Linked DNA regions of Mus musculus: all the other regions are linked to region 1. A link is a contact called in public HiCAR-type and promoter capture Hi-C data. All regions are on one chromosome and are shown on one strand. Each heading gives the region's core, a stretch centred on a gene start, on an enhancer-like site or on the middle of the called end of the contact. The rest is flanking DNA. Distances are from core to core; before and after follow the strand shown.

Region 1 (3,413 bases), core at 285-2,784:
CTATACTTCTCCAACTGGAGATCTCTGTAAAAGCCCCGTGAGTAAGGTCTAGGCCTTCACATTCCTCCTGCACCAAGTCCACCTTCACAGCCTTGAAGATCAACAGATCCTTAAATAAAAAAGTAAAACAAACAGTGACAAAAAGCAGACAACAGTTTGGCCACATGTGCAAGGGCAGAGTGCTTTTTGTGAAACAAGGAGTCATTCATTACTCTGATTCCAGTGAGCGAATACAATTATTGAAACGATGCTTTCTAATTTTAGTTTTAATCTAAACTGAGTTTGCTGACTATAAAATCATGATTACACATTTCTGAATTGTGTATTTACACTCCAAATACTGTATTTATAGAGTGCTTACATCTCAAGACAGAAAATTAACAGGGAGTAAAATTTGCTTAGTAAACATTAATGTTTACAGCAGTAACTTTGGCATTTAATAAAGTACTGCTATGGGTAGCTGGCCAGAGATGACCACTCAAACAGTTTATAGCCCACTCAAAGTCTTTATTCCAGCCGGTTGAGACCACACCCAAGTGTTCAGGGACCTAAGTGTTTCTGTGAATGTCCAAAACATAGGGGTTTTAAGGGCAGGGACCTCATCCAGGCATCTTGCATAGCAGCTGCTGGGGCCATTCTGCAGAGTAAGTAGTTTGAAGCAAGCAGTTTTTAACAGTAGCTAAAATAGGAGGTTAGCCATCCTGATGGGAGGTTCCAGCACACCAGCAGCTAGGATCTAAGGTTGACTGGAAGAGGTTACTCAAAAACTTTAATCAATGGCTAAGTATGGTAGGTTAGCTAGGACATCCTGACCTAGAATAGAGTTGGGTCGTTTTTTTCATGGGATTCTCCATCAAGAAAATAATTTTTTAGTTAACCCTGGAAACGGTCTCAGCAGGAATACAACAAGATGGAGGAACCGCTACACTGTTTTGCTCTGTCACAGTGTATATTCTGATTCTATCAAATCTGCACTGGTTCTTCATGCGACTAGTATCTACAAAGCTTTCTGCTGTGCTTAGTCCCAGGGGCAAAGGACAATCTCTGAAATAGGCAAGTAGTAGAACACAGAAGTTAGAAAAAAGCATGCATGAATTTAAATTCCAGCAGCTTTGTAACTATTACAAAGCAATGAGAAGCCTGCTTGCAGACAACAGATGATGCAAATGCTCTAGCAGATTATTTTATGAAAATATTCTGGCCAGCATAAGATAAATGCAAAAATGACGATAAACCCCTGTTCATATGATTTCAATCTTCCCGACAATGGTAGGCTATCCATGGTTAAAAGATTATCTACTACAGAATTGTGAGAGCGGCTTCCTTTGAGCAGCCTCCACCCTTGCTCCCGCCCGTTTCCCAGCCCCGCGGCTCCTCTGACCTGGGCGTTCTATGGCTGCCGGGCTGAGGCTCAAGCTACAGCGCTGTTGACTAATGACTTTCTCAGGACTCCTCTCGCGGCACCTGTGGATGCCTGGAATTTTCACGCCCTCCTAGAGAAGCCCGTGTCCTCCACCCCGGATTCCGGACCTCGCAGCTTCCCCGGTCCCTCAGTGAATGGTGAATTTTTCTGTCACTCTGTGCAGGCTCCTTGGAGCACCGCCCTAGCTCCGCCCACCACACGCTGGTTCCGGTTACGTGAGGGTTTTTTTTTTTTTTTTTTTTTTTTTTGTAAGCCCACCCCTCCCAAGCTCTTCTCTTTCTTTCTTTCTTTCTTTCTTTCTTTCTTTCTTTCTTTCTTTCTTTCTTTCTTTCTTTCTTTCTTTCTTTCTTTCTTTCTTTCTTTCTTTCTTTCTTTCTTTCTTTCTTTCTTTCTTTCTTTCTTTCTTTCTTTCTTTCTTTCTTTCTTTCTTTTTTTCCAAGTCTATCCGATTGTTTTCGTTTTTAAAAACTTCCTCGCCTTCTGATCAGGCGAGTATCCCCGCTCCGCGGAGGCAGGTCCCTCCTAGTCAGTATTGGACAGCCTGTCACACAGCTCTAGCTGTCAGGCTGCGCTGCACACGCTCAGCACAGTCCCACCCACCCACCTACCAGGCTTGCTGACAGCTAGACCAGAACTGGATCTAGTCCGCTGCACCCAGGTCTGACCCAGACCGTGGCTTCTGAAGTCTTCAGATAGAAGTTATTCTGCCTAACTTTTCATCTTGAGATACTAGCCTTCTGGACTACAGCAAAAAGGAATCAGCCGACACCCTAAATTCTGACTTTTGTTCCGCTCCCAACATTATAGTAAACCTAAGGTTAAAATGCCCTTGACCTAAAACAGACAAACAAACAAACAAACAAACAAACAAAAAACCCAAAACAAAACAAAACAAAACAAAAAAAAACTATAGCTGTGTCCTTTAAGGAAAACACTGTAAGTGGTATCTTAAAGATACATAGCTCAAAAACCAAGAGTCAAATTCAAGGAGAACAAAGCAGGTTGAGCATGTAAATGAACTAAAAAAAGACAGGAACAAAATGATTTGTTGGGGGGAGGGGGCAGATAGCAAATGCTGATGGAAATGAGGACGACTTAAGATATGAAGATTGAATTCAATAAGTAGCTAGAAACATCGAAAAAGTCCAAACTGAAGTGAAGCAAGAAATCAAAACTGCAATGTCTAATAATAACTCAGAACAGGTAGGAGACAGAATATCAGGCTTGAAGACAAAGTACGGGAGCGGGATGTCTCAGTCAAAGGAAATGATGAATTAAAAGAAAATACACAAGTAGCACTGTTTAAAGGCAGAAGTGAAATTTAAACTGTGCATCCAACACTTATATGAAATAATTTAAATTTTAGACATTAACAACTCAATCTGGAGAGCTTTACTGGGAAGCTGGGTAATTATTTTCATAACTATGCAAATTGGAGTGACACTGAAAAGCCATCTGCATCCTTCTCTCACAGACCTTCACTATTACCAGCCAAACATCTAAAATTTTAACTTGGGGGAAGACATTTGAAGAACTCGGGATTTTGAAAGGAAATAGATGTCTCAGGAAGTTGATGGTCAGTTAGCCCAACTAACAAACTAGAACTGAATTCATATCATATTGCACACTACGGCTTTCTCCACATGATGGTGACTTTGCCGTTTTGCTAATTCTCAACAGGGGGAAGGAAGGAGGGAGGGAGGGAGGGAGGGAGGGAGAGAGACAGAGAGAGAGAGAGAGAGAGAGAGAGAGAGAGAGAGAGAGAATTGTTAGAAGAATGATCTAGGATTGAAATGAAGTTCAGAATGAGAGGGTGCACTAAGTGAAATATATCATGTGAAAGGGACATCACCATCATCGTCATCGTAGATATCACATCAATCTGTACTTTCATTTTGAGTCTTCATTTTCTATGCTATGTAACACTAGCTTCATAAAGAGTCTAGACATCTTGTTTCCCTTTTAACTGAAGGAATATTATAAGTAGCTT
Region 2 (3,371 bases), core at 128-2,627, 1.2 Mb before region 1:
TGCTTTCCTATTTTTAAAAACTCTATACTGACTTTTCTATCTATAAAAACATCTTCCTCTCACAGCATGCATACTGGGCTGGACTATATCACAAGAGGAATGGCTAACTTAAGTGCCTATTAACACATCAAAGTCGACATTTTTGGCTAGAAGCTTTCCTGGCTCCTGGTTTTTCTCTTGGTCCCTCCCTGACCCCCATACCTAGTTCAGTCTGGACTCTTCAAGTGGCCTCTGGTTGTTTTCTGGTTCATACTGTAAAACCCAAAAATACCGTGTAAGCACCACCTTCGCAAGAACCAGGTACCTTCTTGGAATGCTGGGAGTTTTAGTTCTTGAGAAAATTGCAAAACCTCATGCATGGGAAAGTATGGTGGCCTATAGGTTTGTCTTTATAAAGCTCTGGAGCATGTGACCAAAGTCCATCTCTTGGTTAGTATTTAACAACCCTTACTCAAATGGTGGAATTGTTTGTTTGTTTGTTTTCTCCAGCTAATCTGAGCATTATCATGACCTACAATTAACCTTCTCCTCAGCCACACCTTTGGACAGTCATCATCTCATTTTCATTCAGCCGTAAGGTGTGATGTTAATAACTAAGCATATGAAGACACATGTCTGAATGCTGTATTTACATCAAAGAGAGCATGCATCTAAGATGGAACTCTAACGGGGAGCAAAACTTTGGTCAGTAAAACTTAATGTTTACAGTCATAATTTTGGTGCTTCGTAATGTATATTTTCTGATTCACTCAAATGTGTACTGGTTCCTCATAAGACTAATATCTACAAAGCTCTCTGGGAATGCCTATTTCCCAGGCCAGAGGCCACTCTCTCCTGAGTAGGCAAATGATGGGTCAAGGGAGTTAAGAAATCTAAGTTCGAGAAGCTTTGTAACTGCTGTAACAAAGAGAACCCCGTGTGCAAACTACAGTACTGCAAATGTTCTACGACACTATTTTCGGAAACCATTCTGGTAACCATAAGATAAATGAAACAAACAAACAAACAAACAAACAAACCACGATACACCCAGTTCATAGGATCTCAAACCTCCTGACAATGATAAAAATCCACAGCAGAATTGTGAGCGCGGCGTCCTTAAGAGCAACTGCAGAAAACAAGCCCCTGCTCCGCTCCAGCCCATTTCCCAGCCCCGCAGCTCCTCTGACCTGCAAGGTTCCAGGGCCGCCGGGCTGCGGTGCCCGCGGCTGCGCGGCTGATGGCTGACTCTCCCAGGTCAGCACAGGAAACCGCATCTGAGGAGAGTTTACGGCCTTCGAAAAGAACCAGGCCAGGGTAAGTCGCCCGCAGTGGGAGTAGAGACAACTTGGCTCCAACAGGTACCTAAGGGGACGCGGTTCCCAGTCTCTGGCCACGATCTTTGGAGCGGCTCCCCTAGCCCCGCCCAGGACACCACGGTTCCGGTCACGTGACAGCGCTAACGCCTTCAGGCCCGCCGCTTTCACTTCCTTAATTACGTTGGTAGAGTCCGTCCAGCTGCGTTCTCTTCTAGGTCGCCAGCTCCAAATGTCCAGGCCAGAATGACGTGAAAAGCCACCATTCCCCTTGCTACCTGTGTAATCCATGTGTACTCGAACTGAGCGCTGGTTTTTCGGCCCCAGTTTCCTCCGGAAACCGGAAAGCTCCTCAGACGCAGTTTCCTGGCTGCGGACCTGGGAGAGTCAGCAGCGCAGCGGCGGGCACCGCAGCCCGGTGGCCCCGGAAGGTCCCAGGTCAGAGGCGCTGCGGGGCTGGGAAACGGGAGGGAGCGGAGCAGCGGGGTGTTTTACGCAGCTGCTTTTATGGATGCCGCTCTCACAGTTCTGTTATCTTACCGTTGTCGGGAAATTGAGATCCTGTGAACTGGGGGTCTATCATGATTTTTTTTTTCATTTATCCTCCAGTTATCAGAATATTCAGTTGTAAAATAACTCATTAAAAATGATAGAGCAGTTGCATTATCTGCTGTTTGCTATTGTGTCAATCACAAAGCATACGGGACGTAAATGTATTCATGTTTCTAACACCCGTGTTTTACTAATTGCTTATTCAAGAGAATACCTTTTACTTCGCTAAATAGAACTTTGTATTTATACTAACCATATGAAGAACCAGTACAGATTCTTTTTTTTTTTGAACGAGAAAATATACTTTATGTTATGCTATGGTTGTGATTGTAAACATTAATATTTACTAAGTAGACTTTAGTGTTGTATGCAGTTTCGGATGTAAATAAAGCATTCAGAAGTGCGTCTTCATATGCTGAGTTCTTATGGTACACCTTAGGGCCAGGCAAGCTCACTATTGCTATGTGAGTGTATCAGACCACTCTATTGTTATGATTAGAAAACCCAGTATAGATTAAAGTTTTAGAAAGCATCTTTTGTACAACTACGATCACTCTCCTGTATCAGAAAAAAGATCTCTGTGGTTGAAGAAAAGCGCTCTGCACCTACATATGTGGCCAAGCTTTTTTTTTTTTTTTTTTTTTTTTTTTTTTTTTTATTGTAGGGTTTGTTATCATCAAGTCCTGTGGTTGTGGACATCCTGTAGGAGTGGGAATGCTTAGACTCTGCTGACAGGGATTTTTGCAGAGATCTCCCTTTGGACAAGTGTAGCAGTCTGGTTTCTATGGGAGACAATAGTTTTCTTGCAGTCTCTCCAGCTTTCTTTTCAGGATTCCTGGGAGAATGACTCTCTTTGTGTCTGAGCTATGTGTGAATGAGACTCACATCTCACATAGTTAAATGAAATCTTTAGATTAAAAGGGACATTTTTATTTCTGATATTTACTCTTTCCTTCACAGTTTCCTTTTTGGAGGCATCATTCATGAATGTATTTATGTATTTATTTATTTACTTTCAACACAGCAAAAGCTTTATTTGTACAATCTTTACTGGACAATTTGGGGCTGTGTTACTGAGTAAACACCTGTCGTCTCAGGCCTGTTACTAAAATGGTAATAGATACAAATCAGACTTACTGGTGACAGTCCTTTTGGTCCTGTCTTATTTATAACAGTTTCTATAGCACTGCAGCCTTCAGTGGTACTGTACCACTCTGGAAAAGATACCTTCAGGCTCCTTTCCATCCCCCAAAGCTGCAGCAAATCCTTCCTGCTGCCTCCTCTTAGCCAAAGCAGCCAAAGATTTAAGCGTCTATGGTTCGTAGATGGCCAGGTCCACAGGTACTTTCCGGTTGAGCTCCACCTGGCACTTCATTAAGTTGACAGTGAATTCGGGGTACTGTAAGCCATGCTCCTGGGAGGCAGCTGTAATTGGATTAATCCAGAGGGTCCTCAAAGTTCTGCTTCTTAAGTCTGTGGGACTTCGTACACGAAGGCTCTGGTCACCGCCCTGACTGCCAGCAG
Region 3 (3,052 bases), core at 103-2,602, 1.7 Mb before region 1:
TGTGAGTCCATGAAGTAGCATTGTTCTGTAATTGCCTTCCTTATATGTAGGTATTCATTCATATTACATCCTTCATTTTCTTCTCAGTGGAGGATACACTGATACCCTTCTGGTAAATGATCTCAGGAGTCATTGTAGAGAGTTGACTTGAGAATAACTGTAAAAGGAAAGTTAAGAAACACAACAGTGTGTGGAACTCAGACAATGGAGGAAAGAAATAAGCAATAGCTGTCCACTGCAGACCTGCCTCAAATCATCTAGAAACTCTGACATCTGGCAGAATATTTGCTTTACATCAATAACTTTTGAAGAATCTAGTGATTCTATCTCTCTCTCTCTCTCTCTCTCTCTCTCTCTTTTTCCCCCCACCCCCCGGAAAGAAAGAAAAGGCCTTTGATGTTTTAAATGGAGCCTTTAATATTACAAAGTCTGGGTCATCAAAACAGTAATCTTCATTATGGTACATTAGTTTACCCAAGTATTGTGAATCTGAGTGCATTAAATTCTTCTTCATCAATTTCTGAGAAAAAATATTTAAAAACAGAAACATGTACTCTGAGTTGCACCCTAAAGCTGATTACTGATTTCTCAATTATTTGTTTCATCTTGGTTTTTCTGAAAATCCATGCAATTATAGTATAAGAAAATGTTAACTCCCCAGAGGTCTACTTACAAATCACAACTGTGTAAGTAATGGAAACATAAAGTTAAGAAACTTGCAAAAGCTTTTAATGAAGTTTAAATCTTAAAACACCGCAATTTATATTAAACTAAAATTATGCAAAGGTAACTGGGGACCACTGATGTGGTTCATAGACATCATAGGCGGGTAGGACTTTTCAATGGCTTCTTCCTTTAAGCTGTTTATCAGGTAGGATTTTTCTTTATTTTAAAACGAAGACTATGTTCCACGTTCCTGAAAAGTCTCTCCCCAAATCAAAATTGCAGTATATGGTTTTGAGTTCTCACGTTTGCATTTTAATAGATGGCATTCTGGCATCTGAATTTAGCCTGTTTTGCTCTTTGGTATATATTATATGGCCCAGAGGCTCATAGTCCAATGGGGGTGTTAGGATGCCTATTTTGTATCTGACGGGTTCAGAACTCACTATGGGGGTCAGATACCGGGATGCTGCGTCATATCAGATCCAGTTCTGGTCCAGGCTCGCAACAAGCAGGTGGGAAGACCGTGCAGATCAAGGCCAGGTCAGCCTTACAGCTGGATCTGTGGGAGGAAGCCTGAGACCGAGTGGGAGGGACTGATTTCCGTGGGGCGGAGCCACTCACCCGGAAGCAGAGGATGGGAGGATGTTACACATTGGCTGGGTGTAGAGGAAGGGTGTGGAGTGGGCGAGTTTAGAGGAGTGACCAGCAGGGATACTGAGATGCAATGTGTGTGAGCCTAAGGAATTGAGGCTAAATAGTCAGAGCCTAAAGTGTTAAGAACGCGTTTCCGGCCTAGGGTCTGCACTGTGTGGAGTCGCGTGGTGCAGACTTGCCTGCAGAGCACACGGCCGGGGTCTCGCGGGACCCGTGAACCCCCAAAGCTACAGGTGCCAGGCGGGGCGTCCTGGGAGAGTCAGCAGCGCCGCGGCGGGAACAGCAGCCTGGCGGCCCTGGAACCTTCCAGGTCAGAGGAGCTGCGGGGCTGCAGAACGGGCGGGAGTGGAGCAGAGCATGATCAATGTCTCCGCAACTCATAAAGATGACAGCTCTCAAAACTGTGCTGTTGGATGTCTTACCCTCGTCGATACATTTTTCAATAATATTGACTGAATAGTGCTATTTTTAATTGATCTTCTACCCTCCACATATTCTCCTACGAATAACCTAGTAGAACATTTAAATTTATCGGTTGATATTTGCAAACGCGGTTCTCTTTGCTATGGTGGAAAGGACAAAGCTCTTGAGATTTTCGATTATCCATACTAACTTCCGTGTGCTACCACTTCCTTATTCAAGAGAGTGGCATATGGACCTAGGGACTATGATTCCATGAAAGCTTCTAGATATTAGTCATGAAAGGAACACCTGCAAATTTAATTAAGAGTACAATTTGTTGTGAGTTCCACAGGTATGGATGTAAACATTAACTTTTAAAAGTCAACGTTTTATCCACCATTAATTTTTCATCTAAAACTCTGTGTATTCACTCTGTGATGTAAATATAGCGTTGTGAAAAGGGTGCCGCCAGGCTTGGTGACACTCATCTTTTATCTCAGCAGTCAGGAGACAAAGACAGATGGATCTCACTGAGTTTGTAGGCCAACCTGATCTACATCGTGAGTTCCAGGACTACCACAGCTACATTGTGAGACCCTGTCTCCAAAAACTTAAATATAAATACAACAACAAGACAAACAAGGGGAAGGAAGAAGGAAGGATGGATAAGAGGGAGGGAAGGAGAGAAAAAAAGTAAGGAAGGCAGGCAAGTCAGACAAAAAAAATTTTTTTTTGTCTTCTTCTGAGTTCTTAATGTTGCAAATTAGAGCCTGGAAAATCACAGTATGCTGTTTGAGGGAATCAGGCTACAGGGTTTTCACAGTTAGACAGCATTTGGTGGTGGTACACACCTATATTCCCAACACTCCAGAGGCAGAGGCAGGTGGAGTTCTTTGCCAGCCTGGTCTACAGAATGAGTTTAAGGAAACCCAAGGCTGCACAGAGAAACCCAGTTTTGCAGCAAAAAGAAAGAGACAGAGAGAATGAAACAAAATTAAAAGGCATTAATTATAGTATATGACAATATTAGAAATAATCTTGTGAATAATTATAACTCATCTACATCAGAAAATATCTGCAATCTTGTTTTGTTAATGGTTCAAGAAAAGCATTCTGCCCATGGACACATGACTAAACTGTTATGGAAAAGTCACCATTGTAGACCAGGCTGGACTGGAATTCATAGATTTCTACCCACCTCTATTTCCTCAGTGCTCACATTAAAGTTGTGCACCAGCAGGAATGTTCAAACTGTTATCTTTTATTTTGTGGTCTGTTGACAATCAGTGGTGTGACTCTGGACTTCTCCCAGGAGGAGGGGCAATGCCTG
Region 4 (2,952 bases), core at 202-2,701, 1.5 Mb before region 1:
AACCTTAGCATGCTAGAGCCAGAGTAGGTTCATCTCAGTGAATTCAAGGCCAACTTATCTTGCAAAACAACAACAAAGTCAACAAAAACAAAAATCCCATAAGATACTGATGCTACCAAGCAATAAATTACAGACTGATGTAATCATTTAAACTGTTGCCTTTAAAAACAGGTTTACATGGCAAAATCCTGTCCTGAATGAATGAATGAATGAATCCTCCCAATCTTTCTATTATTAACTATTTTACACTCACATATACATGTATATACACACAGAATGTGTGTGTGCATTTGTGCGCTCACATCAAATACTGCCCACTCTCATCTCCTACCTCTCCACTATCCTGGTTCACAATTCCAACAGTCACTCTACTGTGTCCATATCTATTCATATTGCTTGTGATCCACTGAGATGAACCAGAGCCATTTGTGAGACTGTGGGTTTGGAGCCTGATGTGTGCTGGACCCTGATATGCTAAAGGCACATCACTCTTCTAGAATCTATGAATCTATCCATAGTCAACATCTGAGAGGTTGTGTGTGCCATTCCCTAACCTACACTGACTGTGGTCTTGTGTGAGGCCAGTGCACATAAAGACAGCTGCTGTTGGTTACTGATTACAATAGTTGTATGGTCTGGAGAATGCTGTGTCGTGTCTTAGCCTTTCCCCTCCTTTTTCCCTTCTTATTTCCTAACCACCTCTTCTTCCTTGGTGGTGTCCCCAGAGGTAGAGATTGATGGTGTAGCTGACGGCTTAAGTTTTACTTATTTTCTCTATCAGGATAGTCAAGAGTCTCTGCACCCATCACTCTATTAAAAAAGGAAGGAAAGAAGGAAGGAAGGAACGACAGAAGGAAGAAATTCTATATTTTCTCTCAAAGGACTTTAAGTATGAGTCATAGAAGGCTAATGTCTTTCTGAGTTAGTGAACTGGCAAGTCTGCCTTCTTGTGGTGAAAGCAGTACACTGCGGGGTGAATTCTGCCTTGGGCTGGTAGCAAAAGCTACCAGATCTCTGACTTAAGTTCTTTAAATGTCTCTCCCTAAGTCAGAATTTCAGTATTTTGGCTTCTCATGTTTGTGTGTTGGGATGGGAGAGCCTGTTGCTGTTTGGTATGAACTATGTAGCCCAGAGGCTGGTTGTCAAGTCCAGGTGTCAGGCTATCTTGGATATAAAGGGTTCAAAACTCACTGTGTGTGTCAAACATTGGGTGCACAGCCTCCTAGCAGGTCCACTTCTCACTTCTGGTCTAGGCTGGCAGCAAGCATGAGGGGAGACTGTTCAGCCTGACATCTGGAGCTGTGTGGAAGGCAGCTTGACACAGAATGGGAGGGAGCTATCTCCGTAAGGCGGGGCCACTTACCCGGAAACAGAGGGTGTGAGGATGTGGCCTGTTGAGGCGGGTGTGTGATGTAGAAAAGTGTTCAGAGTGGGAGGAGTTAGGGGGTGACGTAAACGGAAGCTGGGAACCGGCTGATGAGGCCTGGGTAGTTGTACTGAGAGCCAAAGCCTGAGTGTCAATGACCTGTTCAGGTGCAGAGCAAGCAGGCCTGCACCGTGGGGAATCATGTGGTGCAGACCTGGGGTCAGAACACAGGGTGGACTTCGGGGAAGGTAAAACTCGGGGCTGACGTGGGCGCCGCGCGGGGAATGGTGGGGAAGTCTGCAGTGCAGCAGCTGGACCCGCCTCCCTACCGCCCTGGATCCTCCCAGGTCAGAGAAGCTGAGGGGCTGGGAAAGGGGAGGGAGGGGACCAGGCTGTGATCAGTTTCTCTGCTGTTCCTAAGGAAGCAAGCTCTGAAGTTTTGCTGTGGGTTTCTTCCCTTGTCAACACAATTTTAGGTCATATGAACTGAAGTAATCCTGATTTGTTTTTTATTGTTCACCTGATTGCCAAAATATTCATAGTAGAGTGGTCTAGGAGAATATTTGAATTTATCTTTTGATGCTTGCAAAACAGTTCTCTTTATTTAGGTGAAAAGGACAAAGCTCTTGGAATTTACATTCATCCATGCTAACTCCCTTGTTATACCCGTGAACATACTTGGTGACTTGGCATCTGCTGAGAGCTTTTAGACAGCAGTCATGAAAGGAGTGGCTGCAAATGTAATTGAATCCAAAAGCATATTTTTTTGCGAGTTTCATAGATATGGTTTTAACCATTAACATTTAAAAGTAAACTCTATACCCACCATTACCTTTCCTTCGGAGACATGCACTCCCTGATGTAAATGCAATATTCTGCTATAAATGCACCAGGCTTGTTGGCATGCATCTTTAATCCCAGCATGGGGGAGGGAGGACAGAGGCAGGCAGATCAAAGAGTTGGAGACCAGCCTGGTCTGCTTGGTGAGGTCAGGATAGCCAGAGCTACATGATGAGCTCCTGTCTCAACAACAACAAAAAACAAAAGGACAGAAAGAAAGAAAGAAAGAAAAGAAAATCGTGTTTTTGTGCTGAGTTCCTAGAACCTGGAAAGGCACAGTAGGCTATTTGAGGGTATAGGTCACAGTATTTTCACAGTTTGCGCATTATAAACCAGGTGGTATTGGCACACGCCTTTAATCCCTACATTTGGGACTAAAGGTGTGCACCAGGACAAGGACTTAAACTGCTGTTTTGTATTTTGTGGTCATTTCTCAGCCACTGGTGTGACTGTGGACTTCCAGAAGAACAGGCAGTGTCAGGACCCTTCTGGGAAGGCCTTGTTGCAGAATTTCAGCACTCTGGTTTGTGTGGGTGAGAACAGTTTGCTTCCAGCCTCCCTTGTTCCTCCTCAGGAAGAGGCAAGTTATTCTGCAATTGTGAGATCTTTGACAGTGTAAAGCTTCCATCCTTTTTTAGTCCATAATAAATTCAGAACCTCTCTAGTGTATCATATTCTCATCCCAGTCATTCAGTTCCATTTGTGCCCCTGAGACTTGACTGAGCTGTGACTGAAAGTGAGGTTCA
Region 5 (2,950 bases), core at 445-2,944, 1.3 Mb before region 1:
TCAGAAATATAAATGTCTCTTTTCCTCTAAGCATGTAGGCTCAGACACATGCACATTCATTCTCCCTTGAACCCTGAGGAGGAGCTAGAGAGACTTCAAGAAAATTATTGTCACTCACAGAAACCAGACTGCTGCACTGTCCAAAAGAGATCTCTGCCAAAAGCCCTGTTTGCAGGGTCTAGGAATTCCCATTTCTCCTACAAGAAGTCCACTGACACAGCACTGAATGATAACAAACCCTAGAGTAAAAAACAACAGCTTGGCCACCTATGTGAGGGCAGAGTGCTTTCCTTCAACCAAAGAGACAATTTTCTGATACAGGGGAGTGATCATAATTATTCAAAAGATGTTTTCTAAAACTTTATTTTAATGTATAGTGTGTCGAAGAGACTCCAATATTGGGCTTGCCTGGACCCAAGGAGTAACATAAGAACTCAGCATATGAAGACATAGTTCTGAATGTTTTACTTACATCCTAAACTGCATACAACTCTGATTAAAAAGTTCATGGCCACTAAAATGTCTGCTTAGTAAATATTAGTGTTTACACCCATAACAGTAGGGCTCGATAAAGTATATTTTTTGGTTCAATAAATCTGCACTGGTTCCTCATATAATAGTATATACAAAGCTCTCTGGGGATGCCTATTAACCGGGCCAAAGGCATTCTCTTGAATAAGCAATTAGTAAAACAAAGCAAGAAAGCAAGAACAAATTCACTTTCCACTATCTTTGTAATTGGCACATTAGGAAATAGATGGTGCAACTGCCCTTTTACAAGTTTTTTTTTTCCATTTTTTTATTGGGTATATTTTTACATTTCAAATGTTATCCCCTTTCTCAGTTTCTCCTCCACAAACCCACTATCCCCTACCCCTGCCTCTAAGAGTGTGCTGCCCCACCTACACACTCACTTCTACCTCATCGCCCTAGCATTCCCCTACCCTGGGTCATTGAGCCTGCACAGGACCAAGGGGCTCCCCTCCCAGTGATGACCAATAGGGCCATTCTCTGCTACAAGTGCATCTGGAGCCATGGGTCCCTGCATGTCTACTCTTTGGTTGGTGGTTTAGTCCCAGGGAGCTTGGGTTGGGGCGGGTAGGGTGTTCTGGTTTAACAGTGATTTTATGACTGAATATTCCTGTAACTGTAAGATAAATTTTAAAAAATCACGATAAATCCCAGGTCACAGGATCTCAAACTTCTGGTCAGTGGTAAGATATCTACAACAGAACTGTGAGAGCGGCATCCATAAAAGCAGCTGCGGAAAACATCCCCCTGCTCCGCTCCCTCCCGTTTCCCAGCCCCGCAGCTCCTCTGACCTGGGACCTTCCGGGGCCGCCGGGCTGCGGTGCCCGCCGCTGCGCTGCTGACTCTCCCAGGTCCACAGTCACAAAACCGCGTCTGTGGAGACTTTTCCGGGTCCAGAAAGGGCAAGGATGCGGAAACCGGAAGGTAGAAAGACGATCGGTGGAAGTTCCTGTCACTCAGGCCTGGATCTTAGGAGCTGCTCTCCTAGACCCGCCCAATAAACCGTGGTTATGGTCACGTGGTCCCCCAAATCAGTTTGAGAGCAAGAGCTTTCCCCTCCTTAATTACTACTGCTTTTTTCCTGTTCTGGTCAATGTCCTGGTCTTGCCTTTATCCCTGCCCCGGGGATTCCATTCCCTCCTGCTCAGTCATCAGCTTCCTGCCACACAGCTCCACCTGCGGACCTGCTCTGCACAACCTCCCTACTGCTTGCTGACAGACTAGAAAAAAACTGGTTCCATAGGAAGCTGAACTCTTGACATCTGAGAGTGAGTTCTGAAACCCTCAGATAATAGAGAGGCAGCCTAACTTCTTACCTTTGGACACTAGCCTCCTAGGCTACAATCGCACAGCAAAATATAACCTAGACCCTAAATTCTTTTTTTTTTTTTTTTTTTTTTGTGTAGAGTAGAGTTTATTTAGGGCATGGGGTGGGGCTTTAAGAGAGTAATGGAGGCAAAGAAAGACAGAGAGAAGGAGAGAGTAGGTAAGTGGAGACTGGCCTTGCCCTCCTGGAGAGAGGGTGGAAAGGAATGGAGGGCAGAGGAAGGAACAAGGGAGGAAGAGGCCAGAGAGACAAGACTTTAAGAGATAAATTCCAATTTCTATGTTGCACCCCAACACACAAAACTAAAAATGAGTCCCAAAATTTGGCTTCCTTCCAAAGCATGTATCAAAGCATACATGAAGTATAAGAGGGACCACTGAGATGAAAATGTGGATAAAGACAGATGGAACAGAGAATGGTGGGAGGGTGCTCTGCAAGCTCTCTGGGGAGCTCCAGGGACAACGGTCACTCTGTGGAAACAACAAGGTGTACAACAGGGCAGTTGGAAAGCACTGATAAAGTTAAACTCCAAGAGATTTGTCATGGCCACAATAGCAAAGAAAATAGATAATGCAAATAGTTTGCACAAATATTTTCCTACAAATAGTCTGACAACCATAACATGAATGAAAACATCAGCGTCAGCCCCAGTTCATGTAAGCAAAAATACAGTGATAGCACAACAGAATTTTGATAGCCAGGAAAAATAAAATGCCTTCTGACGTGAGTTTATAGTACTTAAAATTCCATGCAGACGGGAATCGTGGTCAGAATCAGAACGGTAAGGAAAATGGACGTAATAATACTTGAATTCTCAAGGGAAAGGGCATTTGTGTCTGACACATCATTTTATCACTCTGGTCTATAACACAGAAGCTGGTATTTGGGTAAGGAATGCATTGAATATATATTTTTCTTTTGGTAGGATGGCCAGTTTTACTATGTGAATCCTCCTCATCCACAAGCTTGGGAGATCTTTCCACATTCTAGTATATTCTTTAATTTCTGTCTTCAAAAACTTGATTCTTTTATCATAGATGTCTTATACTTGCTTGCAATGTGGTGTGGAAAACATATAATCTCAACTGTTGT
Region 6 (3,108 bases), core at 198-2,697, 1.8 Mb before region 1:
GAAGACCAGCTTAAACAACTAGCTTCATGGGACTGAGCAACTATTAGAATCTTGGACTTCCCATTCACAGCTTCCCATTGTTGGGTTAGTTGGACTACAGACTGTAAGTCATTACAATAAATCCCCTTAATGTATATAGAGATATTCCATAAGTTATGTGACTCTAGAGAATCCTAACTAAGACACAAGTTGGTACCAGGATTGGTTCTAGAGGAGCAGAAGTATAAGAATGAATGTCTTAAGAATCTGGAATCCGTTTAATAATTTGTCAGCATCTTCTAATTCACTAGGCACCTTCAACTCCTGAAATTTCTCCAGATACTTTCTCCCCTGGGAGCTTGGAGAATATAGGAGGCCAGTGGTGGAAACTATATGCAAATGCCTTTGATTATCTTGATTCATCAACTGTGACTGGTGTGAATTAGGTGACCCTGTACACGAAGTTTTCTACAATTTGGAGGGAAATAAGAAAACTGATTTGCCTGGCTTGTTGCTCTTAGTATCTCTGGACAAAAACTGGCGAGAGGGGCAACAGCACATTTGAAGAGTTTTGTTCTTGCCCTTTTCCTTGTGCCAGACCTTAGGGTTGGAGATACTGCTACTCAATTGAATGAATTAAATGTAATGGATTTAATTTTGCCCCAAGGTAACAAAGGCCAGGTGGCAGCATCGAATCACCAGAGACAAGGTGATCATAGTTATTATAGTGGGCAATGTAGACAAAACATTCATAATGACCTACCCCATAATGATCACAACTCTGCATTGTGATTACTGTAGTTTTTTACAGTGGTCTCTGTAGTAGAGAAAAGTTTCTTGATAAGGGGTGAAGACTAAGCTTATTCGTGGGCAGGAGAGAAAATGTTTAGTTTATTCTTTGGGATTATGCTGGGTTAGTACAGTCTGTTTTATCTCAAAGCACTTTTATCTTGAGTCACAGAAGACAAACTCCTCTCTGAATTAGGAAAATGGCAAGACCACCATCTAGTGGTGAAAGCCATGCAGCTCAAGATAAATTCACTGACTTCTTGAGACACCTATTTCTTTTCAAAATCCAAGTTCTTTAAATGTCTCTCCGCAAGTCAAATTTTCAGGATTTGGTTTTGACTTGTCATTTTTGTGTGTTGGGATTGTTTGGGATAAGTTTGTCGCTCACGGGCTGGTAGTCAAGTCGAGGTGTAAGGCTATCTTTTATCTGAAGGGTTCAGAACTCAGTATGGTGGTCAGATATCCGGGTGCAGCGTCCTGTCAGATCCAGTTCTAGTCTACGCTGACAGCAAACTTGTGGGGAGTCTGTGGAGAGCGGGTTCAGAGAAGCTTGACAGCTGGAACTGTGTGGACCGCAGCCTGAGACTGATAGGGAGGGACCTGTCTCCGGGGGGGTGGGGCCACTCACCGGAAACAGCCGTTGGGGACAGTATATGGGTGTGGAGGAAGTGTGTTGTGTGGAGGAAGTGTGTTGAATGGAGCTGGGATTAGAGGAGTGGCGTGATAGCTGGGACTGTTCTTTAGTGAACCTAGGTAAGTTGACTGAGGAGCCAAACCCAAAAGTGGCAAGGACGTCTTCCTCGAGGAACTCGCTGGCATGCACCGTGGAGAATCTTGTGATGCAGACCTGGAGTCAGAGGATACAAGAAGGGTTTCAAGGGGACGCAAAAAACTACCCTGAGCCTCAGGTGCCGCGCGGGGCATCCTGGGAGAGTCAGCAGGCAGCAGCCCAACCGGTGGAACCACAGCCCAGTGGGGGAGGGCTGTAACCTACCAGGTTAGAGGAGCTAAGGGGCTGGGAAAGGGAAGGAATCAGACAGGGGTGAGATATTTCCTCGGCTACTCATAAAAATGACAGCTCTCAAAATTCTGCTCTTCATGTCTTGCCCTTGCCCATAGATTTTAGACCATACTAAGTTGATGAATACTGATTTTTTTTCCATTTATTCTCTTGGCAAATTTTTCTTATAGAAGTACTCTAGTGGAGTATTTGAAACTATCTGTTAATATTGGCAAACGTGTTTGGTTTGGTTGTTGTTTTTGTTTTGTTCTTGTTATTTTGCTATGATAGAAAGGACAACGCTCCTGAAATTTACATTAGTCCACACTAATTTCTTTGTATACCTGGGAACTTGGCACCTACGGAGAGGTTTTAACTATCAGTAATGAAAGGAACATGTAAGGAATTTTTAAGAGCAAGGGCATCTTTGCAGTCAGGAGCAAAAGCAATACAACAAAGTCACACCACACAACAAACATCGTGCAAGAGATATATTGCAGATAAACAGAATGGCAGCTACTCTGAAAGGGAAGAGAGTTGGAAGGCTAGGCAGAGGGATGGGTGTTTATAGTGTCTTTGGAGCATGTGAAATGACGTACTGGAAAAGAACAGTGGGTCCTGAAGTATTGCTTGGTCATTAAAGCTGGAACAATGTAATCTGTTAACACTGAGTAATGAAGGGATTTCCAGGTTTTAAGGCCCTGGAGGCACTGAAATGACTAGCCTCCCCTCCTACCCCAGCATCATCCCCAGGTTTCTCTTAGGGCCATAACTGCCATTTCCAGCCCCTTGGGTCAGAAAGTGGCCAAGCTGCTGTCCTAAAGAGAAAGAGAGAGAGAGAGAAAAAAAAAGTCCATGATCAAGCTACAAAGGCTTCCATCATTTTCAGTTCATGATAAGTTCAGAACTTTATTAGTGTATATTATTCTCATTCCAATCATCCAGTTTCATTTCTACCCATAAGTTTTCAAGAAGCTGTGATTGGAAGTGAGGTTCACGCTAGACTAACTGAAAATGTTTTCTAAATATTTTTCAATATTCTGACACTGAATGGCATTTGGGGGATCATTGTACAGTCTTCAGTTTTGTTCCTCTTTATTGACTGAGCACAGTACTGTGCTAGGAATCCAAGTACAGGCTCACTGATCATCCAGATCAGCTCACCTGTGGAACAGAACACAGACCTGGAAGGTGGACAGGGAGGAGACAGTAGCTAAGGATCCAGGTATGTTGGGGGATTGGTCAAGGGAAGGCAAGGGGTTCAGGTAAATGTGGAAGTGGGCCATGAGATCAGTTTTGCCACATTCTGTTTCACTAGAAATAATTCTAGAGACTTCCAC
Region 7 (3,002 bases), core at 302-2,801, 1.7 Mb before region 1:
CAGGTGTACATGTAGATAGAGCACTCATGTAAAAGAAATAAATATGTTTCTTTTAAAAAAATGTTTTTTGAACTGGGCATGGTAGCACACTTCATTAATAATTGTGTTACACAAAGAAAACCTTTCTCAAATGAATGAGTGAGTGAATGAATGACCTCCCCCAAGTTTTCTATTATTAGCTATTTCACACTTGCATATTGCATTTGTATGTCCACATCAAGTATTGCCCAATATTTTGGTATACTTTTGATATAAAGTACATATTCCACTCCTAAAACTCTGCTCTTCTGATTTACAATTCCAACAAACCTCTCGATTGTGTTCATCTCTATTCATATTGCCAGGGACCCAGTAAGATAGGAGCTATGTGTTGGAGCCTGATGTGCTCAGCACAAGATGACAACTAAAGGTAGTGATTATTCTCCTACAATCTATCCATAGCCAACCTCTGGGAGGTAAAGTGAGCTGTTCCAGTTCCTAGAATGACTGTGGTCTTGTGTGAGGCCAGTGAACATAAAGACAGCTGCTGTTGGTTACTGATTACAATAATTGTATGGAGTCTAGAGAATAGTGTGTCTTAGCCCATCCTCTCCTCTTTTCCTTCTTATATCCTAACCACCTCTTCTTTGGTGTTCACCAAGCTAGATGAACTAACTAGTAACTGACTATATTAAGACTAGAACCATATACCTTATTTTTTGCATCTGTGCAAGTTAAGGTCTCTGCATTCAACACTCCAGAAAAAAGGGAGGGAGGGAGGGAGGGAGGAAGAGAGAAAGAGATAAATAGATAAATAAATAAATAAATAAATAGAGGGGTGGAAGGAAGGGAGGAGAGAAGGAAGGAAGGAAGGAAGGAAGGAAGGAAGGAAGAAAGAAAGAAAGAAAGAAAGAAAGAAAGAAAGAAAGAAAGAAAGAAAGAAAGAAAGAAAGAAAGAAAGAAAGAAAGAATTGGTTTTTCTCACTTTAAGCATAAATCACAAGACTAACTCCTTTCTGAGTTAGTAAAATGACAGACCGCCATCTAGTGGTAACATCAGTACAGCACAGGATGAATTCGGCCCTGGGCGGATAGCAAAGAGCCACTGAATTCTTGAGACACCTATTTCTTTTCAAATTCCAAGTTCTTTAAAAGTCTCTCCCAAGTCAAAATTTTAGGATTTGCTTTTGGCTTCTCATGTTTGTGTTTTGGGGATGGGACTTGGGCTTCTGAATTTAGCCTGTGTTGTTGTTGTTTGGTACAAAGTATGTATTCCAGCGGCTGGAAGTCCAGGAGGTGTTAGGCTTCCGGTCATTTATCTAAATGGTTCTGAACTCACTATGGGGGTCAGATATCGGGGTGCAAAGTCCTACCAGATCCACTTCTGGTCTAGCTAGCAGCAAGCATGAGGGGAGGCTGGGCGAGCTGACAGCTGGGCCTGTGTGGAAGGCAGCCAGAGACAAAGTGGGAGGGACGGGTCTCCGCGGGGCAGGGCCACTCACCCGGAAACGGAGGGTGCAAGCACATTGGACGTTACCAGGAAGTGTAGAAAAGTGTTGAGTGGGAGGAGTTAGAGGAGTGACGTGAGCGGAAGCTGGGAAACTAGGTGAGTGAAGCCAGGTAAGTTGAGAACCAAAGCCAAAAGTGTTAACGACCTGTTCACGTCCAGAGCTCACGGCCCTGCACCGTAGGGAATCGCGTAGTGTAGACCTGGGATAGCAGAACGGGGAGGAATTTAGGGGAAGGTAAAACGCCGGCCAGCCGTGTGCCGCGCGGGGCATCTTGGGAGAGTCAGCAGCACAGCAGCTGGAACCATAGCTCAGAAACCTCCCAAGTCAAAGGAGCTACGGGGCTGGGAAGGGGCCGGAAGAGAGCAGGGCGTGATCAGTTTTTCTGGTGTTCATAAGTAAGCTGGCTCGATATATTTTAGTGCATATAAACTGAAATAATCCTGATGTGTTTTTCATTGACCAAATGATTGCCAAAATATTCAAAATAGTAGAATAGTAGAATATTTTAGTTTATCTACTGAAGTTTGCAAACCAGTTCTCTTTGTTGAGATAAAGGATAAAGCTCTTTAAATTTACTTACATCCATGCTAACTCCACTGTTATACCCAGGACATACTTGGTGACTTAACATCCCCAGAGAGCTTTTAGCTATTACTCATGAAAGGAATGGCTGGAAATGTAACTGAATCTCAGCGTATATTTGTTGCGAGTTTCGTAGATATAGTTGTAAATATAACTAGAAGTGATTGTCATCACTTCTTCCTCTCCTTCTAGTCTCTCACTCCTCCACTACCTTCCTCCCCCTATCCTACACCTTCCTCTCTTTATCCTCAGAGAAGGGAAAGCCTCCTGTGGATATCCACCCTCCTTGGCATATCAAGATGCAGTGGGATTAGGCACTGCACTGAGGCTATTGAGGCTAGACAAGGCAGCCCAGTTAGGGAAAGGGGATCCAAAGGCAGTCAACAGAGTCAGAGACAGCCTCTGCTCCAGTTGTTAGGGGACCAACATGATAACCAAGTTGCACATCTGCTACAGTTCACAGTTAGAAAGGACATTATAAACCAGTTTTTAATCCTTTAATCCCTGTATCCTATAACCCTTTAATCCTTTAATCACAAGCCTTTAATGCCTACACTTAGGAAACTGAGGCAATTGGATCTGGGAGTTCCTTGCCACCCTGGTACATAAAGGGAGTTTAAGGACAGCTAGAACCACAGAGAAATGTCAGTGGGAAGAGGGAGAAGGAAAAGGAAAAAAGAAATAAAACAGAAAAGGTATTATATTGTATATGATGGTACTATAAATCATCTTTCAAATAATTACTTTAGCTCTTCTATATCAGAAAAAAGACAGCAAAAGTATTTTGTCTCCTTAGTTCTAGAAAACCACTTTGTCCATGAACACAAACTGTTTTTTGGTTTGGTTTGGTTTAGTTTGGCTTAGTTCCTGTGTTTGTTTTGTCTGTGGCTTGAACCCATTGTGTCCCTCTGTCTGGCCCAGAACTCATCC

Evidence for each region. Promoter capture Hi-C pulls out the DNA fragments that hold promoters and counts their contacts. HiCAR-type assays count read pairs that join an accessible place to other places. Capture Hi-C pulls out chosen DNA fragments and counts their contacts.
Region 2: a contact with region 1 is called in a promoter capture Hi-C map of hippocampal neurons, with 16 times the contacts expected there. The contact joins the promoter of Zfp942 here to the promoter of Zfp40 in region 1. A contact is called at or near these places in 8 of 39 promoter capture datasets (the 3T3-L1 cell line, 3T3-L1-derived adipocytes, the C10 cell line and 3 more), 1 of 484 Hi-C or Micro-C datasets (B cells), 1 of 115 datasets of contacts at active chromatin or transcription factors (astrocytes) and 2 of 9 other capture datasets (liver and pancreatic islet).
Region 3: a promoter capture Hi-C map of adipose tissue shows a contact between it and region 1, with 3 times the contacts expected there. The contact joins the promoter of Zfp53 here to the promoter of Zfp40 in region 1. A contact is called at or near these places in 1 of 39 promoter capture datasets (pre-B cells) and 1 of 9 other capture datasets (adipose tissue).
Region 4: a HiCAR-type map of astrocytes shows a contact between it and region 1, with 6 times the contacts expected there. The contact joins the promoter of Zfp983 here to the promoter of Zfp40 in region 1. A contact is called at or near these places in 2 of 39 promoter capture datasets (the C10 cell line and hippocampal neurons), 1 of 115 datasets of contacts at active chromatin or transcription factors (astrocytes) and 1 of 9 other capture datasets (adipose tissue).
Region 5: a HiCAR-type map of astrocytes shows a contact between it and region 1, with 9 times the contacts expected there. The contact joins the promoter of Zfp995 here to the promoter of Zfp40 in region 1. A contact is called at or near these places in 1 of 39 promoter capture datasets (hippocampal neurons), 1 of 115 datasets of contacts at active chromatin or transcription factors (astrocytes) and 1 of 9 other capture datasets (adipose tissue).
Region 6: a contact with region 1 is called in a promoter capture Hi-C map of adipose tissue, with 2.8 times the contacts expected there. The contact joins the promoter of Zfp54 here to the promoter of Zfp40 in region 1. A contact is called at or near these places in 2 of 39 promoter capture datasets (liver and pre-B cells) and 1 of 9 other capture datasets (adipose tissue).
Region 7: a promoter capture Hi-C map of adipose tissue shows a contact between it and region 1, with 4 times the contacts expected there. The contact joins the promoter of Zfp51 here to the promoter of Zfp40 in region 1. A contact is called at or near these places in 1 of 39 promoter capture datasets (hippocampal neurons), 1 of 115 datasets of contacts at active chromatin or transcription factors (astrocytes) and 2 of 9 other capture datasets (adipose tissue and liver).

The regions. Positions count from the first base shown.
Region 1 is chr17:23,191,694-23,195,106 of GRCm38.p6, forward strand. Zfp40 (zinc finger protein 40) reads right to left here and starts at 1,535. Exons shown (of 6, transcript NM_009555.2): 1 at 1,382-1,535; 2 at 1-109.
Region 2 is chr17:21,961,087-21,964,457 of GRCm38.p6, forward strand. It overlaps Zfp942 (zinc finger protein 942), which reads right to left and starts at 1,378. Exons shown (of 6, transcript NM_001199048.1): 1 at 1,170-1,378. Zfp943 (zinc finger prtoein 943) reads left to right here and starts at 1,473. Exons shown (of 4, transcript NM_001025373.2): 1 at 1,473-1,733. It also overlaps the pseudogene Gm7805.
Region 3 is chr17:21,487,636-21,490,687 of GRCm38.p6, forward strand. It overlaps Zfp53 (zinc finger protein 53), which reads left to right and starts at 1,353. Exons shown (of 5, transcript NM_013843.3): 1 at 1,353-1,630.
Region 4 is chr17:21,649,160-21,652,111 of GRCm38.p6, forward strand. Zfp983 (zinc finger protein 983) reads left to right here and starts at 1,452. Exons shown (of 7, transcript NM_001357098.1): 1 at 1,452-1,713; 2 at 2,644-2,786.
Region 5 is chr17:21,908,232-21,911,181 of GRCm38.p6, forward strand. Zfp995 (zinc finger protein 995) reads right to left here and starts at 1,695. Exons shown (of 5, transcript NM_001256493.1): 1 at 1,323-1,695.
Region 6 is chr17:21,421,797-21,424,904 of GRCm38.p6, forward strand. Zfp54 (zinc finger protein 54) reads left to right here and starts at 1,448. Exons shown (of 5, transcript NM_001379357.1): 1 at 1,448-1,521.
Region 7 is chr17:21,448,823-21,451,824 of GRCm38.p6, forward strand. It overlaps Zfp51 (zinc finger protein 51), which reads left to right and starts at 1,552. Exons shown (of 5, transcript NM_009558.4): 1 at 1,552-1,599.